2 separate regions of the Zea mays genome follow, and region 1 is linked to region 2. A link is a contact called in public Hi-C data. All regions are on one chromosome and are shown on one strand. Each heading gives the region's core, a stretch centred on a gene start, on an enhancer-like site or on the middle of the called end of the contact. The rest is flanking DNA. Distances are from core to core; before and after follow the strand shown.

The links. A called contact is a pair of places that touch in the nucleus more often than the background predicts.
Region 1: a Hi-C map of leaf shows a contact between it and region 2, with 8 times the contacts expected there. The contact joins the promoter of LOC103641816 here to the promoter of LOC100382039 in region 2. A contact is called at or near these places in 3 of 25 Hi-C or Micro-C datasets (ear, leaf and tassel).

What each region holds. Positions count from the first base shown.
Region 1 is chr10:131,065,161-131,068,328 of Zm-B73-REFERENCE-NAM-5.0, forward strand. It overlaps LOC103641816 (BTB/POZ domain-containing protein At2g24240), which reads right to left and starts at 1,279. Exons shown (of 1, transcript XM_008665143.4): 1 at 1-1,279. The coding sequence starts at 300. It overlaps LOC103641817 (enolase-phosphatase E1), which reads right to left. Exons shown (of 16, transcript XM_035963502.1): 15 at 3,115-3,168; 16 at 1,998-3,027. The coding sequence ends at 2,577.
Region 2 is chr10:130,644,644-130,647,977 of Zm-B73-REFERENCE-NAM-5.0, forward strand. It overlaps LOC100382039, which reads right to left and starts at 2,027. Exons shown (of 9, transcript NM_001361572.1): 1 at 1,752-2,027; 2 at 1,135-1,206; 3 at 12-107. The coding sequence starts at 1,898.

The sequences.
Region 1 (3,168 bases), core at 29-2,528, 420 kb after region 2:
CACGTGGTCGAGGAGGCCGTAGTAGAGCGCCTCCCGGTAGAGCAGCTTCTCCGGGAGGTGCGGGGGCACGTGGAGGCTGCCCGTGCGGAGCAGGTCCAGCAGCACCGCGAAGCAGGCCGGGTTGCGGTCGATGAAGTACTCGGCCACCCCGCCGCCGCCGCCGCCCGAGGAGGAGACGTTCCAGGACGAGTCGAGCAGCGCGCCGAGCATGGAGTCCCGACCGGCGTTGGCCAGCGTCGTGGTGGTCGTCTCGAACACCTGCCCGCCCACGTTGAACCGCACGCGGCCGCCGGCCGCCATCGTCGGCGCGCTCGCCAAGGAACCGATCTTTACAGCATCTCCGCTTTGAGCAGCATCCAGAGCCCAGTGTCGTGTAGATAGATCCGGGCGGCGATTGCCGGAGGGGGTCGAATTGTCGAGCTGCCTCCGCTGCGCTGTATCGGGCGGTTGGGGAGACGGTGGATTGCGCCAATTACTAGTGCACGCGTTTGTACGAGGTCGCGGCGTGTATACTACGATACGAGCGAGTATCAACAGGTTGGTTGGATTGGATGGCTGCCTCTGCTGGATTTATGGCGTAACGGCAGGGCGGAGGCGTAGACGAGGGAGAGGAGAGCTAGCGAGCGAGGCAGGTAGCAGGCGATGTGGCGGTGTCGCTTTGACGTGAAGACGGCGCTTGATTGGAAGGAGAAGGAGAAGGACAAGGCAAAAAAAAATCCCCAGTCGCCAGCGCAACGGCGGGGTCGGGTTTCTAGCAGTGTCGCCCGTCCCAACCCCCGTTTTGGGGGGACCGTGCTACGCTGCGTGCAGTCAACGATTCTGAACAAGGAAGGTGTGGAGGTCGTCATATGAGCCGCCCACTCATCTATCACACCGCCGGGCGCCGGCCTTTTAGTGTTAGCTGCAACCGTGCAACCGCCCGAACATGGCTACTGACTGGTAGGCGCGCAAACTCGCACACACAGGACAGGACTGACTTCACTTCACGTCGTCGTACACTCGCAGAGCATCGTGCGTGCCGCCGGGTGCCCGACCCCTTGCGCTCGCGGTCGGTCTCCGTGCTCCGATGTCCGGCTGCAAGTCAAGCCTGTCCTCTCCAATCATCGGCGCAGGCGCATCTTCAGGGTTCCTCAATCCTGCTCGTTCGCGGTCGCAGGCGGGGCACGGCAGTCCTTGTGCTTGTCGGTCGGGGACTCCAGGAAACGGCGCTGGCGGTCTGTTGTGGTTGTTGGGTTGGGGGCTCGCATCTCGGAGCTCAGCATTGTCAAGCGGACACGCACGTACATACTTCGATCCTTGCATGACAATGGGTTAAATATCGAGTTACTACTAGTTTAGTCCTAAATCACCGAAAGAGTCGAACTTTACAAAACTAACTAAATATATGTATAAATATGTATAATATAAAATAAATATCATTAAATCAATACCAAATATATTTTTTTGTAATAAACATGCTATGAGATATATCTTCATAACACTTTCTATAATAAATATAGACATACTTCAAAAGTGATATATTCATAACATTTTATAAACTTATTAAAAAATAACTTCTTAAAATGTGATACTAGGACGGAAGAATAAGATTCAGTAAAAACTGGAAGCCTTACTAAGTCCAGATAGTCAGAGTCCGAGAGCACCAGAATAAACGATAGATTAGGACCTCTTTGCCATGGCTTTTTGGTCAGATCCGCCTCTACCAAACAGTCACGAAAAAACGACTTTTCGTGGAGAGCCCACTAAAAGTTACGGACAATGAAATTATGTTAGATATTATTCCCTCCCTTCTAAATTATAAATTGTTCTATTTTTTAGAGAGTCAAACTATCTTATATATTAATTAAATTTATATAATAAAATAATAACATTTATGATACTCAATAAATACTATTAGATTTATTGTTAGCTATATTTTTACAGTTATATCTATTTGGTGCCATAAATCTTTATAATTCTCTTTATAATTTTGATCAACCTTAAGATGCATTAACTTCTTTACAAAAATAAATAACATATAATATAAAACAGAAGAAGTACAAAGAAACAGAGGAAGTACAAACTCAGACTACTTTTCTTCTGAAACATTCGCTTCATAACAGGAGCATACTTTTGTTTGCCAGAAGATAAGTCGAAATGCATTACGATTTGGCACAAAAGCTTTAAGCAGAGCAAAAGCATCAAATCCATTTTTGCCAGAGGCACAACCGTTGGCAACGAGATTCTAAAAAGAAAAGTAAGACCAAACATTATAGCTCCTATTGAGAGTTTAAAGGCCTGTTTGGACGCTGGCGTCTAGCGCCACACCCCGCCTAAGGTACGGCGGCTGATTCGGCCGCCATAACTGCGACGCGCGAAGTGTGGTGCGGCGTGGTGCCAGCGGCGGTGATCCAAACACGCCAAGACTGCTACAACTACGAGCCGACTCATGATGCCCAAATTGCCAAAGCGCTAAGCTGGTAAAACGGTCCAGGCAATATAAAGCATACATGGCATGTCCCATGCCAGCAACTTGAGACTTTAGACTGCAAGGGCGGAACGCCCCTAAGATGATGAGCTGCATAGCTTCTGAGCAACTAGTTGCGGCTCTTTCTTCTGCGCTTCTTTCTGGTAGTAGTTTTAGCAGAACCCTTCTCCTCTGATGACTCACCTTCATTCTCCTCTAGCTTCCTTTTGGTTGAAAGACCATTGGTCTTGGATCCATCGTTACCTTCGCTGGATTTCACTTCATCTTTTGAATTCTTGTCTTCACTACCAGCATCATCTTTTGAGTTGTCGGTGCTATCAGGTTCATCCTTGCTGCTTGCCTTGACAACAGCATTCTGAGCTTTTCCAGTAGTAGATCGAGAGTGCCTTGCACCTTCCTTCTTGGAGTTATTGCCAGTCTTAGGTGTCACTTGAGTATCCTTCTCAACACTTTTTCCCTTCAGTCTGGCTGGAGTCACAGAGCTATCAGCATTTGGCATATTATTGCTGTCGTGCATGCCTTTTGGACGCCCTCTCTTCTTGGGAGGATTCTTAACATCACTGCCATTGTGCATAATAGTAGTTTCACATAAGCTACTGTGTGTACAATGTATCAAGATAGCACATCCATAATAGTAAAAAACTTACCTTTGAGGTGTTCCTGTTTTCCCTCCTTTCATTTGTGGACCCGAGCTCCCCTTA
Region 2 (3,334 bases), core at 777-3,276:
GAGGGGCTCACAGCTGAATCATTGTGAATCCAGGTCTGATCTTCACCATGAAGCTCTATATCAATCTCTTGCTTGAGCCTTAAAATGTCCTCAGACACATCAACAAGCTGCCAAGAACGGGAAGACCCATAATCAGTATATGGAAATTTGACGAACTGTATACATACCACATGATTCCCAATCACAAACATGGATCATTAATTTATCTAACGTCCATGTCATAGGAAATGTGCCTCCAAAAAAAGATAACCAAGTCTTTATATCTAGACCCATCCAGCCTTTCCAGTTGTCACCCTCTTCAAATTAGAACTATCCATATTCGGGTACACGTAGGAGCTTAAAAATTCAAATTAAATGAAGTCATCTAAAATTGCTACTGACAAGAGAGAAACCCAATCAGCTATGAAGCTTCATGCATTTCTGTTTGACACCTACATATGCAACTTCATCAGCATCCATCTACTGTGAATGCCTCTACATCCATCCTGAGTTTTCTTTAGTTCAGAAAAGTAGACCGACTTTGGATACAGCACTGACTCCAAAATATAAATTTCACAGAGACGTACAAGCGCCAAAGTGTTTACTTAACAAAAAGAAGAAACTGAAAGTGCTACTAACAGAATGGTCATACACCATATTCTTCAGAGCAATATAGAAACTGCTGTAAAAACTATTGGCCGAAGTTGTCATGTTACTGCACAAACACTTAAGAGTAGCATTCACTTGCAAGAGGGGGGCATTTTCTCAAAAAATGTATGCTCTTTTTGCCACAGCTACATTATATGATATACAAGATATTCAAAGAGAATCTCTGCAAACTTCAGATATGACAAGCTACATTATATCAGTGTTATCCTAAACGCTAAACGGTAAACAGTCGGTCATCCTCTGTTTAGCATTTAATCAGACTACACGGGCGTTTAAACGGACTAAAAACGGATTATACGGGATTAAACGGCATAAACAGCCAACACAGTTAGCTACTGAGCAGCGTTTAAACAGCGTGTAAACGGTCTAAACGGCCGTTTAGGATAAAATAGCATTATATACACTGTTCTTTAAAACCATAAAATGACACATCTAAGAAGACATCTGCAGAAATTTGTTTTGTATGAATTATCAGATATTAAGTACCTCACGCAGCTCGAGAAGTTGATCTCTTGTGTAACGAACACGCTCACGTGGCTCAAAATGTGAATCACCGATCTGTACCAAAATATTAGCAATGTCAGGGTAGCACAAATGAGTCTACAGATCCATTGTAACTTCACACTAGCTATAGTATGTGATAAATTGAAGAAAACAAACCCAGTCGAAGCAGAGTGCAGTGTACAAAACAGTTGAGCCTACTGAGAACAAGTCCATGTGTGAAATAAACAGCATAGCAATGAAAGAAAGACTCGTGTTAACTGCTTAGCCACACAATATAGTATCCCAAGGACCACATACATGTGGAAGTGGAGCCCTAGGAGTTGAATCCCTGGGTAGGAGCATGTCATGCATCAGAATCTACCTAATCGCATATCAGGTAGTATCAATCATTTGGTACGCATCAACACCTCATAAGTAAAAACTCATTAAGAGGCGTGGAGACTACTAAATCTGGACGCGCCACCAAGAAGTCTACAATTAACTAGTCCCCTAACAAGGAGATCCGATCGTTTGCCCCGGATCTCCACCTACCGCCCGCCACAAACCAATCGAACCCGCTACGTACAGCAAGCCATCCATCCAGATCGAGCTTTCCTCACCTTGGAGATGCCGGAGGCGCCACCGACGTGCAGGCGGAGGAAGTCTCCGGAAACGGAGGTGGCAAAGGCGGGGGAGAAGAGGCGGCCGGCGCGCGGGCCGCCGCCGCCGCCGGGGCGCAAGCTGATCACAGGCTGATCCGACTGCATGCTTGAGGAGAGAGAATCCGACCAGAAAGCGAATCACGCGGGAGTCGATCAAGGAATCGGCGAGCGCGCGGGGGGAAATCGCAGAGGAATCGAAGGTGGTGTCGGGAGGGTGGAAGGGTTCCGTCTGCGACCCCTCTTTCGAGGTAGATATGAGACGGGAAGGGAGACGGGACGAGGTGGGTTTTATCGGTGGAGCTAGGGCTGTGGGGCTGTATCGTAGTTTGATACGGAGTGGTGAGGGTAGTTTCGTCATTGCGTCCAAGGTTTTGCCAACGAGGCTTGCATCCGACGGTCCTCCGAGGAACCCTTGCTGGCGTGCGCTCGTTCGGGCGGTGACGGGTAATGACGGTTCTGACCAGGTGAGATGGGGATATTTGCAGCTGGGTACCCTTTTGGAGCTGGGCAGGGATGTTATCTCGTCTCCAGCAATACGCCGGTTGGAACCGGCCGTTACTAATATTCTTTTTTAATCTATGGCGAAAATCTCTACTACTATTCCTACTACTATTAAGAAAGCAAAGTAAACGCCTCGTGCGATACCATGGTTACGCCCGTCTCCGCCCTCATCTGCCCCGCCCGCGATGGTAATCACCAAGTCCCCCTCCTCTGCGGCGTTTACCCCAATCTGCCATTCCCACGCCACGAAAGGATCATGCTCCTCCAATGCCCACGGCCACTCCCCAGCGCCGCGCCACCCCCCTCCGCTTCACGCACGACACCAGATCTGCGACGGCGGCTGGTGGACGCCACGCCGCACGTGACGGTGGGTGGCGCTCCACTTTCCGTGCTGTGGCGGTTCGAATACTGACCGCAGCTCACGCCCCTCCCTCCTCTTTTGTCCCTGCAGTGAGGCGGATCCTGCCTAGCCGTGCCAGCCCGGTGGCGATGAGCGTAAGCGGGCGATGGACGACTGCGTCCCCCTACACTTGCTCCTGAGGTACCTACCACTACCAGTTGTGCCGGGTTTCCCTTCCGGCCTTCTCTGCCTTGTCCACGTTCGGTTCTCAACTCACTCTGACGAAGACACACAAAGGAGGGGTCCGTCTAGCTTCTTCTTTGGTAGGTCTCGGTCATCCGTCAACCTGCAGGACGCGACGTCGGCGGTGAGCAGCGCCCGCGACCTGGCCAAGCCAGAGAACCCATTCAACAAGCGCGCGGCAGGTGCTCTAGTACTGCTCCATACGGAGGGTCGCGTCCACCACCTTGCTCAACGCGCTACAGCCCACAGCCAGCGACGACTGCAGTGGCTAGCTAGCTGATGAACGAGTCAACCGTTGGGTACGGGTGCAAACCAAGGAGGACGTACGGGTTACTACACATCAAGTAAGGCATATTTGTTGTTATGATAAGTGCACTCAAACAAGATGTTGTGGGTATAATCAAGCGAAATTGGAAGTCATGAGTTTCTATATGTTCTAAGGACTTGTTCGTTTGTT